Linked DNA regions of Gossypium hirsutum: region 2 is linked to region 1. Evidence: chromatin contacts called from public Hi-C data. All regions are on one chromosome and are shown on one strand. The core of a region is the stretch at or near the end of the contact, and the rest is flanking DNA. Distances in the headings are between cores, read along the strand shown. Region 1 overlaps LOC107903540 (a long non-coding RNA gene). Region 2 holds the start of LOC107903536 (receptor-like protein kinase THESEUS 1).

What was found. Hi-C and Micro-C count contacts between places; a contact is called where the count stands out from the background.
Region 2: a contact with region 1 is called in a Hi-C map of fibers, with 4 times the contacts expected there. The contact joins the promoter of LOC107903536 here to the enhancer-like site in region 1. A contact is called at or near these places in 13 of 34 Hi-C or Micro-C datasets (callus, fibers, hypocotyl and 3 more).

Annotation. Positions count from the first base shown.
Region 1 is chrD05:61,454,961-61,462,181 of Gossypium_hirsutum_v2.1, reverse strand. It overlaps LOC107903540 (a long non-coding RNA gene), which reads right to left. Exons shown (of 2, transcript XR_001685840.2): 2 at 6,443-7,221. Among protein-coding and RNA genes, the nearest start is that of LOC107903540, 4.5 kb to the right of the region's middle. Within about 2 kb of position 3,126, at least 3 of the 9 cell types and tissues checked have an H3K27ac peak or open chromatin away from gene starts, as enhancers often do. A contact at or near this core is called in fibers, where this site is marked.
Region 2 is chrD05:61,513,160-61,520,380 of Gossypium_hirsutum_v2.1, reverse strand. It overlaps LOC107903536 (receptor-like protein kinase THESEUS 1), which reads right to left and starts at 3,388. Exons shown (of 1, transcript XM_016829610.2): 1 at 699-3,388. The coding sequence starts at 3,388. The coding sequence ends at 887. LOC107903539 (cycloartenol synthase) reads right to left here. Exons shown (of 2, transcript XM_016829612.2): 2 at 5,450-6,930. The coding sequence ends at 6,667. LOC107903537 reads left to right here. Exons shown (of 2, transcript XM_016829611.2): 2 at 1-697. The coding sequence ends at 697.

The DNA of each region.
Region 1 (7,221 bases), core at 1,877-4,376:
GGAAATTTTTTATCATTGCCTTTTGGAATAATGAAGGAGTAGTTTTTAATCCAAATGGCATGACTTTCCACTGAAAATGCTTGTTAGGAATACAAAACCCTGTTTTAAATTTGTCATCTGGGTGGATTCCTAGTTGCCAAAATCCTGCCTTGAGGTTGAATTTTGAAAATATCATTGCTTTAGCCAGACTGGAGAAAAGAGAATTTCTGTTTGGTAACGGAAATTTGTCATCTTTTAAGGAAATGGTTAAGAGGTTGGTAATTAATAACCAATCTTAACTTTCCTCTGGCTTGTTTAAATATTTTATTTACATAGAAAGCCTCACATGCTCATTGAGAATTTGATGGCTCAATTAAATCTTGTTGTTGAAGCTCTTTGCATTCTTATTCTGCTAGCAACAAATGATCTAGATTCATACCCATATGACTGGCTTTTGTTGAGTTTATGCCTTCACTTTTCTTAAATTGAAGGGTAATAAAGAATTCAAAATTTTTCCATAAAGGATTTGAACATTTAAGCTGGAATTCTGAATGAGAGTCTGCATAAGATTTTTCTTTAAGCTATTGGACAATTTGGAGAATTTTTTCTGACTAGATAGAGAAAAGTTTAGGTATGGAGACAAAAGGTTGAAACAGATTTTTGAAACATACTCCATCAAGAAGGACCCTTAAGTGTTAAGCTTTTGTGTAAAGGTCAAAACCCACTACAATATCTTTTTCTAGGAGTTTTGAACCCAATACTGTAGTTTTAACACAACCTGGAAAGAACTGAATAGTAATAGGCTTACTAATCAAGTGGGTAGCAAAAGGATGGTCTGCAGTGGAATTAAAGTACCTGACATGTGGCTTCCACCAATTTGTGGGTAAAACATTTGGGTTCATAATGGTTTCAGCTGCTCTAGTATCTATAAAGGCAATTACAGTAATGGGCTTACTATATTTGTCTAAATAGATTTTAACAGGAATACAGGGAACTGGTATCATGTTGCCATTGTCCTTTTGGGTTTGGGCTTGTAGCATATGAACATCTGAATATTCTGAATCTGAATCTGAGATTTCATCAGGATATGCAAGAATAGCACAAATAGCCCTTTCTGATGGTTCATCTTCAATGGAACAAACGGACTATATATCATCTTCTTTTTTATCTTTATTCCTGATTGTTGAATCAATTGTACAATCTTTTTTGCCCTCTTCTTATTTCTTGGAAAATCTCTTGAATAATGCCCATTTTGCTTGCAAATGTAACAACGATCAGACTTTGTTGATTCTCGCTTCTTCTTGAGATACTTCTATTGTGGCCTTTTTCTCTTCCATTTTGAAGAAGTTGTTTTCTTTGAAAAAGAATATTTCAGAAAATGTTTATTTTTCTTAGAACGGTAGACACAAGACTTGTCTTTAGGGCATTTATATTTTAAATAGGATTCATCACATGCACGATCAATCCTCTTGTCACCATGGAGATAGTCTTTGAATATTTTTCTCCTGTTGCAAATGTCTTCTAAGGTAATAAAAACTTATTGTTGGATTTCTCCAACTGTTAAATGAAGAATGTATTTATTTTGCCTTTGGAGAGCTTGATTGACTGCAACCTGGAGAGGATTCGGAAGAGATGAAAGAATTACGGGCTTTAGATTTGAATTAAGACCTAAAGCACAAAATAATCTAGTCATTATTTTAAAATGCTTTGCTAGGTCTCTTTTGCCATACGAGCAACATTTTCTTTTGTAAAACTCTCGTCGTATTGGTTGGGCAAGGTCTTGGAGGACTAAACATTGCATTTGATCTTATTGGCTAATTGAATTCCACTAATCTAGCAACATTCTAATAAACCTGGATACAAATTCCATAAGGATATTGTAATTGCTTTCTTCAGTAAGCTTACGAGTTTCAAGCCATGAGTGAAATTCTTGAATTCTATTTGGCCATTTTTCTTGTGGAATATCATCAAGAGCAAAGGTGGTTCTACCAATAGAGGTTTTTTGTGTAGGACGATTCTGTGATGAAGATAATTCTGGTGCTTCTGACATATCTTCGTCATCTGATTGTTCCACCTTTGGCTGGGTTTGTAAAACTTTTGAAATGCTTTCTTCCTTTGGTTGACATTTTGATGATGAATCTGATGATGAATTTGAATCAAACCAATCAATATTAGTGTCTGATTGTTACTCTTGGAGCTATAAAGCTGAAAATTTTAGGATCATTGAATCCTTACAATCCTTTAAAAAAGTTGTCAATGGATTTTGATTCTGGTTTTGTTGAATCATCAGAGACTTAGAAGCTTGTTTTGGAGGAGGTGATTTTGGAGGAGACTTGTCTGTTACTGGCCTTTTGCCAAGTCTAATTTCTTCTTGACAGTCTTCTTCCTTTTAGCCATTTCAGCTTCTTCAGTGGCTTTTTTCTTCTTTTTCTTTTCAGCTTCTTATTTTTTGATTTCCAGAAATATTTCATAGGTACTAGGTTTAGTCCGTTCTGGAAATTTTGGAAAGGTAATACGAAATCTTTCAGCTGGAATTGTATTTTTCTGATGAATCGAAGGAAACAACTCCACTGATTCTGATCGTGGAGATGATGCTAGGATTTTGCCAGTTTCTTAAAGCACTTTAATTTATTCTTTGAGATTTTGGATTTCTTTTTCTCTTTACGCTAAATGACAAAAGAAATCTTGTCCTGGGGCAGTTGGCTCTTTAGCCACAACATCCAATCTTTTTTGCAAAAGATTGATAAGATCTTTTACCATTTTTGTATTGTCATTAACTTTGTTTTCAACAGCTGAGATCTTTGAATCAATTCTTTTCAAGGTTTGATTCTGAGTCAAAGCATTTTCAGTCTACCAGTTAAGAGTAGCTTCTGCAGCATTTATTTTTGCAAATGCAGCAGAAATGTCAATTTGGATTTTGGAAGGGATTTCAGGTGCATAAGTATAATTCTTTTCAGTGTATTCCTCAAGAGGTGGAAATTCTTTGTCATATGATATTCCTGAAAAAGGTTGTAACATACATACGACGAGAATTGGTTTTGGTTCAGGCAAAGGATTTTTCTGAACCCATTTGTTTATCTTTTTATAACATGGTTGGGGAAAAGGTTTTGGTTTTCTTTGAGATGCAAAATTTTGTGGAGGAAGAGGTTTTGGAGTAGGAGGAGAATTGCAAAGCTTTGGAGGAGTTTCTTGGACTGGTGATGGCAATTTAGCTGAATAATCCACAAGGTAAATAAATTTACCATTGTCTTTACCAAGTGGTCCAATATTTGGATCTCCTTCCATCTATTTTTTTGTAAAATTCTGACTGAGTGGATTTTTTCTTATTCTTCTTTTTCCCCGATTTTGAAACTGAGTGATCCATACTATCAATCCATGCGCTGAACCTATCATCAGCACATAATTCACACGAACAATTCAAATCCCAAGGAAATGTCCAGTATTTTCATCTTTAAACATGTACAAAGTTTTTTCATCAGCAGAAAAACTCAGCCCTAAATTTCTTTCTGGACCAGGCTCACAAAGATCACAGCAACATTCTGGATCTTCATTATCATTACCCACTGTTGGATTTCCTGTGGGTTGCATCATTAGTTGTGTGGGAAAGATAGAAGGGCCTTTGGGGCTGTGAAGATGACTATGATCAAAATTTATTTCTATGGTTCCATCTCCCTTGGATATGATCTGACTTTTAGTAGACTGGATGGGTTGGCTATGTTCATGGAGCTGTTCATAGTTGGTGACCCATTTCTCTGCAAGAAGTTTGATGAGTTCCTTCTTGGGAATGTGAATGGGAACATAAACACAATGAGGTTGATCATTGGTGTTGACGGTGATTAAAAGGGAGTCTCCTATACCATGTCGTGAGAGATTAAAAGCATGGTCCTGGATCTTATAGACAATCTAATAGTGCAAAGTAGCAACTATTGTAGATGGTACTTGATGTGCTCCAATAATCTGAATCTGGACTTTGAGAGTTGTAAGCAGATTTGGATATGTTAGTGACATAGTAAAATTTGGGAAAAGAGTAACCATGACCAGACTAGAGTTTAAAGTGGCTTCAATGGTAACAATGCAAGCATGCTAATATTCCAAATATCTGGAATCTAGTAGAACAATTCTTGCTACAACAGGTTTTCCTTCTCCACCACGATAGTTTAGTTCCAGTTGGATTGCTCCAAAATGGATATGAGAATAACCTGCTTGTATCCATTCTCTAGGAAATTCTGATGGAATTTCAAGAGTAACAAACTGTTTGGAAGAAGAAGCAGAAATGAGGTAACTATCAAACCTAGAGGCTTGAATATACTCCTTTACTTGCTTAGAAGTGCTATGAATCAATGTTTTTATAGACCTAATAGGAGAAAAATGAGCTTTTTTATAAGTAGAATAAGAATTTACAGTGGGAAGGTCAGTAAGTTGAACCTTATCCTCCTCCCTAAGATAGTTTATTTCATACAGAAGAAATTTTCTTAGCAGAATGTGACTTTAAGGGTATACTAGGCAATGAAAGAGAAGTTGAAGAAGTAGAAGGACGTGATAATATTTTATCAGTCATGATTATTCTTACAATCTAATCCATAAGCCTTAATTTCTAAATTCTCATTTCTAACCATTCAAGACATTTAATTAATGAATATTATCCAACTAATAAACCTCTAATCCGACAGCTTACCAATTTTTCGAAATCTCTCGATTTAACTTCTCAAAATGATTTAGTTTAAGAAATTTGATCTAAAATTAAACTTTTTGACACCGACAAAAATCAGGCTTCAACTCAATTTTGATTCAAAATTGTGTTGTTGTTGTTCAAACTTCAATTTGCTAAGAGTTTTTATTAAAGGATTGATTAGATTTATTGATTGTTGTTACTGGATTGAATCAATTCAAAGAGAGCATAATACATCTACCCTATTTACATCATTTATCATCTACCATCTTTAATTCAGTTTTATTGAATACTATTGTAATCGAATAACTTAATTGATTCTTTTAAGTCTTCTGCAATCGAAAATGAAAGATGAAATTTGAATGCATCATTAGCGGTAGAATGATCGCAAAACAATAAAAAAAGTAAGAACACAGATTTTACTTGGAAACCCTTTCGAGAAAAAATCACTGGTAGAGAAGGAAAAATTCACTAATCTTAAAAAATGAATGATACAAGAAGAGTTTTGACTACATCTATTTAAGGGTTGAAAAACCCTATTCTAATCAAAGTCAAATAGAAGAAGAATAGTTTTATACGTATTCAAATAGAAGAGGAGTTTCGATTACATCTACAGCCCTCAGCCTTTCGCCTCCACAGATCCCTTTATTTTGCCATTGTATTTATTTCTTCAACAAGTGAAGGGATTCAGGTCACATAATCTTTAACACTAAAAAAGGAAAATTCTCAATTTTCCTTTTATTGAGTTGGGGTCACCCTTCAATTAGGTCTCAACTCAGTTAGAAAAATTACTTTAATTCTCTTTACATTTAAAATAAATTATATTATTTGAGGGTACTATAATTTTTTTTATTTTAAAAAACTCAATAAAAATATAAATATGATACAATTCGAACTCATACCAATTGAGTTAGTAAAACATTAAATTTATCACTCAACTAAAGCTTTATTTTAACATATTTTATACATTTTTATTTTAATATGCACAATTTATTATCTCCATCAGTTGTATATATTAATAATGTTGTTAATTGAGTTAATGTCACAAGTCAACTCGACACTAACAATTAATTATGATGTATTTATATGTTTAAATTTTGTTTTACTTATAATTTAATCCAAATTTTCATTTCAAATATCATACATATTTTATATGTTATTATGATTAATTAGTTTCAAACCATACGTTTCATTATTTATTTTATGTTATTTTTAAACACATATATGTGTAATTTCCTCGGGTTTCTAATTTAATATAAGTTTTTCCTTTTTTTAAGGTCTTCTGCAAATTGAAATAACACTATTACTTCTTTAAATTTTAATTTTTTTATTTTAGAAATTACTAATGGAATAACTAAAATAAAGTGTTTGTGTAACACCCCAAACCCGGCCTAGAAGTTCAGATATTGAGGAATTACATCAGCTTATTAAAAGCCTTTGTCTTGATCAAACTAAAAACACGTTTCGAAATCCTAAAATTTGGCAACACTTTGACAAATGTCTAGAAAAATCTTAAATCCAAAATCACTTATTTCAACCCAAAAATTTGAATTCAACTCGTGTTTCAAAAATAAGCATTTTGGCAAATCGTTTTCAGCTTAAAAACAAACACTCGTTACAAACCATTTGTTTATTTACAGAAAAATCCTTGAGGGGTTACTTAACTTGCCATCAAAAACTTTTAGAGTTTTTATATTAACTGATAAAATCATCCGAGCTCTTGCACGCCGTCTGATTCTAACTTACCGATTACTTGAAACATCAGAAATAAAATAAAGGGGTGAAGTATATAGCTCAATGTATAACTAAAACTCAAATTGAGATCACACACATTTCGACATAGAAAACAAAAAATCACAAAAAATTTCATAACGATCAGTCAAATTGAATTGAATATGCATCACTATGCCAATGCAATATTTTTAAGAAAATCATAATGCGGATTTTTTAGAAAACGTCCTACCCAACTCTGCTACACACCAAAATAGAGTTCTCCCCCGAACTCATCCATCCAAAACACACCACTAAAGTCATCCCGAGTTGCCTGGAAACAATAACCCGCCACCCCGAGTTGCCCAGCAATAATGGCTTATCAATATACAGTTAAACTGCCAAATCAAATAAATGTGGTCAAGCCACTGTATTGCAACCCAGTTGCCAAAGCAAAATATGTGGTCGAGCCACTAAATACGCAGATCATTAAACTGTTAATACAGAATCTTCCTCCTTTAACATAATTCCGAACCCTATGCAATATGTCATGGCATGCATGTATAAAATCAGAATGGTGAGCATGTAAGACATGCTTATGAACAATAATAGAAACAAATGGCATGGAAGTCCATGCTCTACAAAACAGATTTCTTAAACAATTTAAAAACACATCAGTTTTCCATGGAATCACATGCATGGTTATATAACAGATTCAGAGATACAATTTAACATCATCATACATTATACAAACTTATTATAATTAATTTTTATATATTATAATTATATTATAATTTAGGTTATTTTGGTTTAGGTGAATAGTGGGCCTATTTATATATTATAATTTTATTTATTAATTTTTT
Region 2 (7,221 bases), core at 2,139-4,638, 58 kb before region 1:
CAATGAGCATTTCAGCTTGGTGTCCGATACCAATCTCCAAATCAACGGTCGCTTCATCGGTCATCGTCCCGCTGGTCGAACCAGGGACTTCACTTGGATTCAAGCGCTTGGGATCTTATTCAACTCTCATTCTTTCTCCCTTGAAGCCATCAAAGCTGCAACATGGAACGATGAAGTGGACCATTTAAAGTTCAGTTACAACGGGGAGGATTTAATTGTCCCAGAAGGGGCTTTGTCCAGTTGGTATTCACCTGAAAAAGATGTGAAAGTCGAAAGAGTTGCAAATAAGAACAGTGTGATTGTAACATTGAAAGATAGTGCAGAGATTATGGTGAATGTGGTTCCTGTGACAAAAGAAGATGATAAAATCCATAACTACAAAGTACCATCTGATGATTGCTTTGCTCACTTGGAAGTTCAGTTTAGGTTCTTTGCCCTTTCACCTAAGGTGGACGGGGTGCTCGGCAGGACTTACCAGCCGGATTTCCAGAACCCGGCGAAACCCGGTGTGGCAATGCCTGTTGTTGGTGGTGAAGATAAGTATAAGACCACCCAACTTCTTTCTGCAAATTGCTTAACTTGTTTATACTCGCCGGAAAATAGTTCGAACCAGGAGATGACATCTGTGACTGAATATCTACCTCTTGATTGCACCAGCGGGGCTTCTGCTGGATATGGAATTGTTTGCAAGAAATAATGGAATAATGGGTTTTATTAGTTAAAACATTAGAAGCTTTTATGGCTATGGCTTCTGTCAATAATGTTATGTATTCGAAAACTATATATATACATATATAATGTAACTTTTTATGTTGTTTATGTCTGCATTGATGGCTGTATAATGGAACACAGTAATTGTAATAATAAACATAAACCTCTGATTCATCTACCGTCCACAAGGATTTACGAGTGAATCTTCGGCATTACAATCGGTGCCAGAATTTCCCCCGTTGGTCATGGTTACACTATTATCAAATGACTCAAGCGGTGTCAACCGAATCGCCGGGATATGGTTCATACTGTTATCATCGGGTTCAGTTAGCACTGATGACGTCTCCTCCAGCTGAAGAGCATACTCGAGGTTCCATAAAACATCTCCCATCGATGGTCTCTCAGTCCCATGCTCGGCAAGGCACTTCTCAGCTGTCTCTCCGTACTTCTTAAGAGAAGCCGGATTCAATTTCCCGACCAGATTAGAATCCATGATTTGATTCAACATACCTTTCTTGTGCCAGCTCATTGCCCATTCCGCGATATTAACTTGTTCTCTTGGGAGAACTGGATTTAAAGCCGACCTAGCACAGAGAACTTCCATCAGAACCACCCCGAATGAATACACATCAGACTTCTCAGTGAGTTGCTGTCTTCTAAAGTATTCGGGATCAAGGTAGCCAAAGCTACCCTTAACAGCAGTACTCACATGTGTCTGATCTAAAGCTGGACCGGTTTTTGAGAGGCCAAAATCTGATACCTTGGCTACAAAATTCTCATCCAAGAGAATGTTTGTTGTCTTCACATCCCGGTGAATAATGCTTCGGGCTGCAAATGTGTGGAGGTAATGAAGTCCTCTAGCAGCGCCAATGCATATATCAAGTCGTTGCTTCCATGTTAGAGATGGAAAATTTGTTCCATAAAGATGGCTTCTAAGGGGTCCATTAGCCATATACTCATAAACAAGAATCGTTTCCGATCTTTCATCACAGTAGCCAATAAGAGAGACAAGGTGACGGTGACGAAGTTTAGATAGCATTTCAATTTCAGTCATAAATTCAGCAAGGCCTTGTTCGGATCTCGAGTTACCTCTTTTGACAGCACAATTAGTCCCATCTTCAAGCATTCCTCTGTAGACCCTACCAAAACCACCAACTCCTAGTAGTAGACTCTCATCAAATTTGTTGGTAGCATCAAGGATTTCTTGGAGGCTGAAGAACTGACCGAAACTCGAGGAGGCCGATGAGATGCAGCTTGCCGTTCCACTCTTTTTTGATGCCATCGACATTTTGGTCATTGTTTGAGAGTTTCCGTGTAAGGGATGTCCTTGATGATTAGCTTTAGGCTTCCGCATCAACAGGCAACAACAGCAGAATCCGATGAACACCAGTGCAATTACAGCTCCAACAAGAGAACCAATTATTATCCATATCTTGTTCTTCTTCAGAGATGATAGCGGAAGGAGATTCTTTACAGAAGAAACCCCATCGAGGCTACCAGCCTCATTGCTGATTTTCATAATCTCCAACCCGCTCAATGTTGCATTAGTGATATCCGTCACTGAATCCGGACCAATACTAACAGTCAAAGTATCAGAACCCGCTGAGGAACTGGAGATGAAGTCCATATAGTAAGGCACATTTAGGTTGCTCGTCAATGTTGATAGGTCAAGACTTGCAGCAGCAATATCATCATTTAAGTACAGATTGAAAACCAAAGCATAGAGAGACTGACTGGAGATATCACAAAAATGTGCCCGGACGAAGTACCTGAAGTTTGGATTGACAGGGAAGACCCAAGTTATATTGAAGTTCATGTTAGATACATTTGCATCACCCATGGTTTCAGCAGTAGCATAGACCCAATTCGGTGCTGTTTCCTCTGTAATGGAAGCAGTATATTTGATGGAAGCTGGATCGATTGAAACATTCAGAGCAGAACCATTTACACGGAGATATTTCGAATCATTCTCCCATGTTCTTCCCAGTGTATCATTCTGAGCACTAATCAAGGGCCCTCCCATGTTTAACCGATAAACAGTTTCCATCCCAAACTCCGAAAGACCACTAATAGGAGTAGATCGATTCAGAGCTAATGCCTGGTCAGGCAAGACTGAATCTGGGATGGACACAACTTCGATCGCATTAACAAACGAAACCAAATCATTCCAAGGAACAAACGTAAGCGACAAGGTAACAGAAGTCACATTGATTGCAAACTCCTTGAACAAAAAAGAACCATTATAGTTCTCGAAAGTGAAGTTGTTCAACAACACGAAACCATCAGTGACAACCGTTATCGGAGCAGATATCAAGTTATGTCCCGATTTCGGAACCACAACAGGAAAAAAATATAGCCGGATCCAATGCCGACCTCGTTGTTTGATATCGAACTCGTATGAAGCAATGCTGGAAAAAATCCGAGCGGATCGAAATATAGAAGATGGAACACTGGAATTAGAGCTAGCAACATAATAACTTCTTTTGGCCTTTAAGGAAATTGAAGAATGAAGAAAATCAGGAACAAAAGTTCTACCTTGAAATGTGACATTTTGTGAAGAACCACAAACAATTAAGTAGTTATCAGTAGGAGTGAATGATGCCTGTATTCTTCTATAACCCAAAAATTCAAACAAAATAACAGCTAAAACCAAAGATAGCCACTTCCCTACATTCATCTTCAACAATAAACCCCAAAGTTCTCAATAAACTAACATATAAAGAAACCCCAAATTCCCATCAAAATTTGAACCTTAAAATACTAATAATTCAACCCCTAACTAGAACCCTAATGCAGAATGACTACTAAAGATTAAAACCTTCATCAATGGCCATACCTCAAAAATGAAGCCAAAAAGAGAAACAAACCAGCTATTCCCTGGTAGGAAAAAGTGCAGCAGCTGTATATAAAATCAACTACTTTTCCACTCGTTTTGGTTAAGCTGACTTTTTGAGGGAAAAACTAAGAGGACCCAACAGTTCTAATGAAAGAAAATTACGTAATTGTCTTTAATATGTGTCTTTGAATTTTCAGCCTGGGAAAAAATGTATCACTTCCCATCAAAATCCAGCTGTTTGTTATGTCTCTCTCTATTACTCTGTACACTGAAAAAGGTTTGAATTTTCAGAGTATTCATTAGCCTCACAAGCATTGGACCCTGGTTATGATATAATTTTTTGGGTAAATTGCACTAGTAGTCACCTAACGATTAGTAAATTTCTTTTTGGGTCACTCAAATATGAAAGGTTACAAAATTGTTACTCAATTATTCGATTTTGTTTTTGTTGGTCACCAGCTGGCTAAAGTAAAAATAAAAATACCAAAAAATCCAAGATAGTGGGGTGACAAAAAAAAGATAAAATTGAATAGTTTGAGTGTCCATTCTACAACTTTTCATAGTTAGATGACTAAAAAAGAAATTTACTAATACTTGAGTGATTATTTTATAACTTTTCATAGTTGAGTGGGCAAAAATGAAATTTACTAATAGTTGAGTGGGCAAAAATGAAACCCACTTTTAGCATAATTTTAGAGAGATCTCTCGACTTTGGTCAAATGTCAAAAACAAAAGTGCCCTTGTGTTAAATTGGCTAATGTGCCACATCAACAATTCATTAGTGGATTAACAGGATTTTTAATTATTAGTGACTAATTTTAACAATTACTTAATTAGATTGACTAAATTGAGAAATAGAATTTAGAGTGACCAAGATAGGACAAACCCTATTTTAGAGTAACCTTGAGTATAGTTTACCCTTCTTCTTTTTAACTAAATGTTGATTAAATCATTAATTTTTTAACGATGTTGGCATGACAACTCGCATGACAGCCAATGTGTACTTCATGCTAATATGGTATTATTTATTTTATATGTCATTTCAACAAATAATTTAAAAATATATATTCAAAATTCAAAAAATTATAAAAAAAATCGTAAAAAATATTAGTATGAAGTATATGTAGATTGTCATGTTTAAAAAAATTAATGTTTTAGCCAATAACTCCATTAAAAAACAATAATTTGACTCTTTTTAAAAAGTTGGTGGTTAAATTCGACTCTTTTTAAATGGTTTAATGCCAACTTTAACTCGGACCAAATTAATAAAAAAATATAAACACTAAAAACTAAATTTAACATTATTTCTTTTCACTAAAAAGAGCATTATGCATATTTTTAATTCTCATTAAATTTAATTTTTTTTAGTCTCGTAATTAAGTGATTTTTTTTTACTCTTAAAACGTAACAATTCAACTCCAAACTATTTTAGTAAAAAAAATTATTTCGAAATCTTTTAATTTCATTTAGATATTCTAAAATAAAATTCTTGACTTCGTCTTGTAATAATAATAATTATTTTACACAAGTTTTGCTAATTTAGGCTCCGTTTGATTGCCAGTAAAATTTTTTCCGTAAAATAATTTCTAGAAAATGTTTTACTTTTATGTAAAATGATTTACTGGAAAATATTTTCTGGTGTTTGATTGAATCTGTGTAAAATATTTTCTGCTGTTTGGCAGATTTTCGAAAAATATTTTCCGGAAAAATTGTTTTTACATATATTAATATATATTAATAAATTTTTATATTTTAAATTGTTTTTACATATATTGAATGATTTATTTATAAATAAATAAATCAAATTAAATATATAATAATACTCAATTATTAAAATATAAAAGCATTGCAAACTACTTCCGAAATTTACTGATTAGTAGTGAATCAATTGTAGTGATCTCCTGATGAAATTACGCTCAGCATAAAAGCAATTTTTTTGTTGTCTTACAAACAACACAGATAGCATCATTATCAAATTTCAGCCACTCTCAAGTATAACCAATTCCTTAGCCAACCAATCTACATTGTAACACAAAGCTATCTCCTATAAAATTTATCCCAATGCACACATTTACAGACATAAATATGTATATATGTATGCCTTCAATAAATAGATAACCATATGCATGCAATCAGCTATGTTCTAGGATAGAATTGTGGGTGTGATAGGACCCACAAACTTCTTCCCATACAAAAACGACATTGGCAGATACACCATTCGACAAAGACACCACATTCTTCCTACAGAATTGTACAAAATTATTGTCTAGAATAGAATAATGTAGAACCTTTGGAACAGATATAAGACCTGTAAAAAGGAGACTATTTACTAACAAACTTTTGAAAGGAACCATGTTCTAGGATCCACTCACGTGCTTTCTCAATTGCCCCTTCTCCACCTTCAGCACCTTCACCAAGCAGCCTCAAGCTAACATAATTTAACACAGTACCAAGCATGGTGCTTAGACCTTCAATGTGAAAACCCCAACCACCATCTTTATTTTGCAAGAAAACAAACAACTCTCAGAACAGAGCAATTTTCTTCATTTGTTTATATGGTAATGACAATGCCAACTGACATCGAATAGTTAGTAAAAGGCAATTGACCTAAGTGGGTTGGTTTTCCTTTCATCCAGATAGCACTATGCTTGCTTAGAACAAGCTCAACTGATGTGAGAAACATTCCAGAGAGCTAGCAGACAATAATAACATAATTATGTCATAATTAGTTCATAACATAATATCTACTCAACAAGTGGAAATCATAAAATCTTAAACACACACAGTGCACATTGTTTGCCTGATGATTGTACAGATATCTGCATATCTCATATTGATGCTCTTTTGATAAGACAGTATTCAAGGCTCCAGTAACATATAATGTAATAACCTGTTGCAGTTTATAAACAAAGCTTAAATTACATATCATCCAATTATTAGTTGTTGAGAGATGAAACAATGTCAAGGTAATCAGAAAGCTATTGAAATGTAATTATCAAGGGATCTCAGAGTTAAAAAAATAGACATAATGACAAAATAAATGATTGGTTCTTCCACTACACGTACAAATGTGAAATGTCAAAAGATTTTGAGAAGCAGAAATTTAATTTCTTTGTAGATTAAGCCACAGAAAAGACATTAGTAATTTCCACATTAACAAACAGATCAGAATCAGATATAGCTTTGTTAAGCCTTATCAAACCAGGAAGTAGAAACATAGTGCCCCCATAATCTCCTGGCCAATGTCCATCATCTGTTTGTATTGTTGAATAAAAATCAAGGGCACTGCACAATGTTGTCATTACAGCCTCTTCCTTGACATCTTCAAACTCTTCCAGTTTGGTTTGTGGTAAATTAGTGACAGATTGTTTCTCCTCCGCAAACTACATCCAGAAAGAACTATAATGACCTTCAAAATGCAAAATGGCTAAAACAAACAACAATGGTTTAGACAACGTGTCAAAAACAAGAAATCTTTTCTCCACTCTTAATTGTTTCCATATAATCTGGATATGAAGTTTACCACAGCAGAAGAGAAAAGTTTTAAGCTTCTTCTTTTTCCTTTTTTGAAGTTTTTTGTCAAATCATGAAATCAATCATAGAAGTAAAATTTCCCTGCAATGGAAAGACTAAAGAGAACTATATGGAAATCCCAACCGCAGAGAACCAATTCT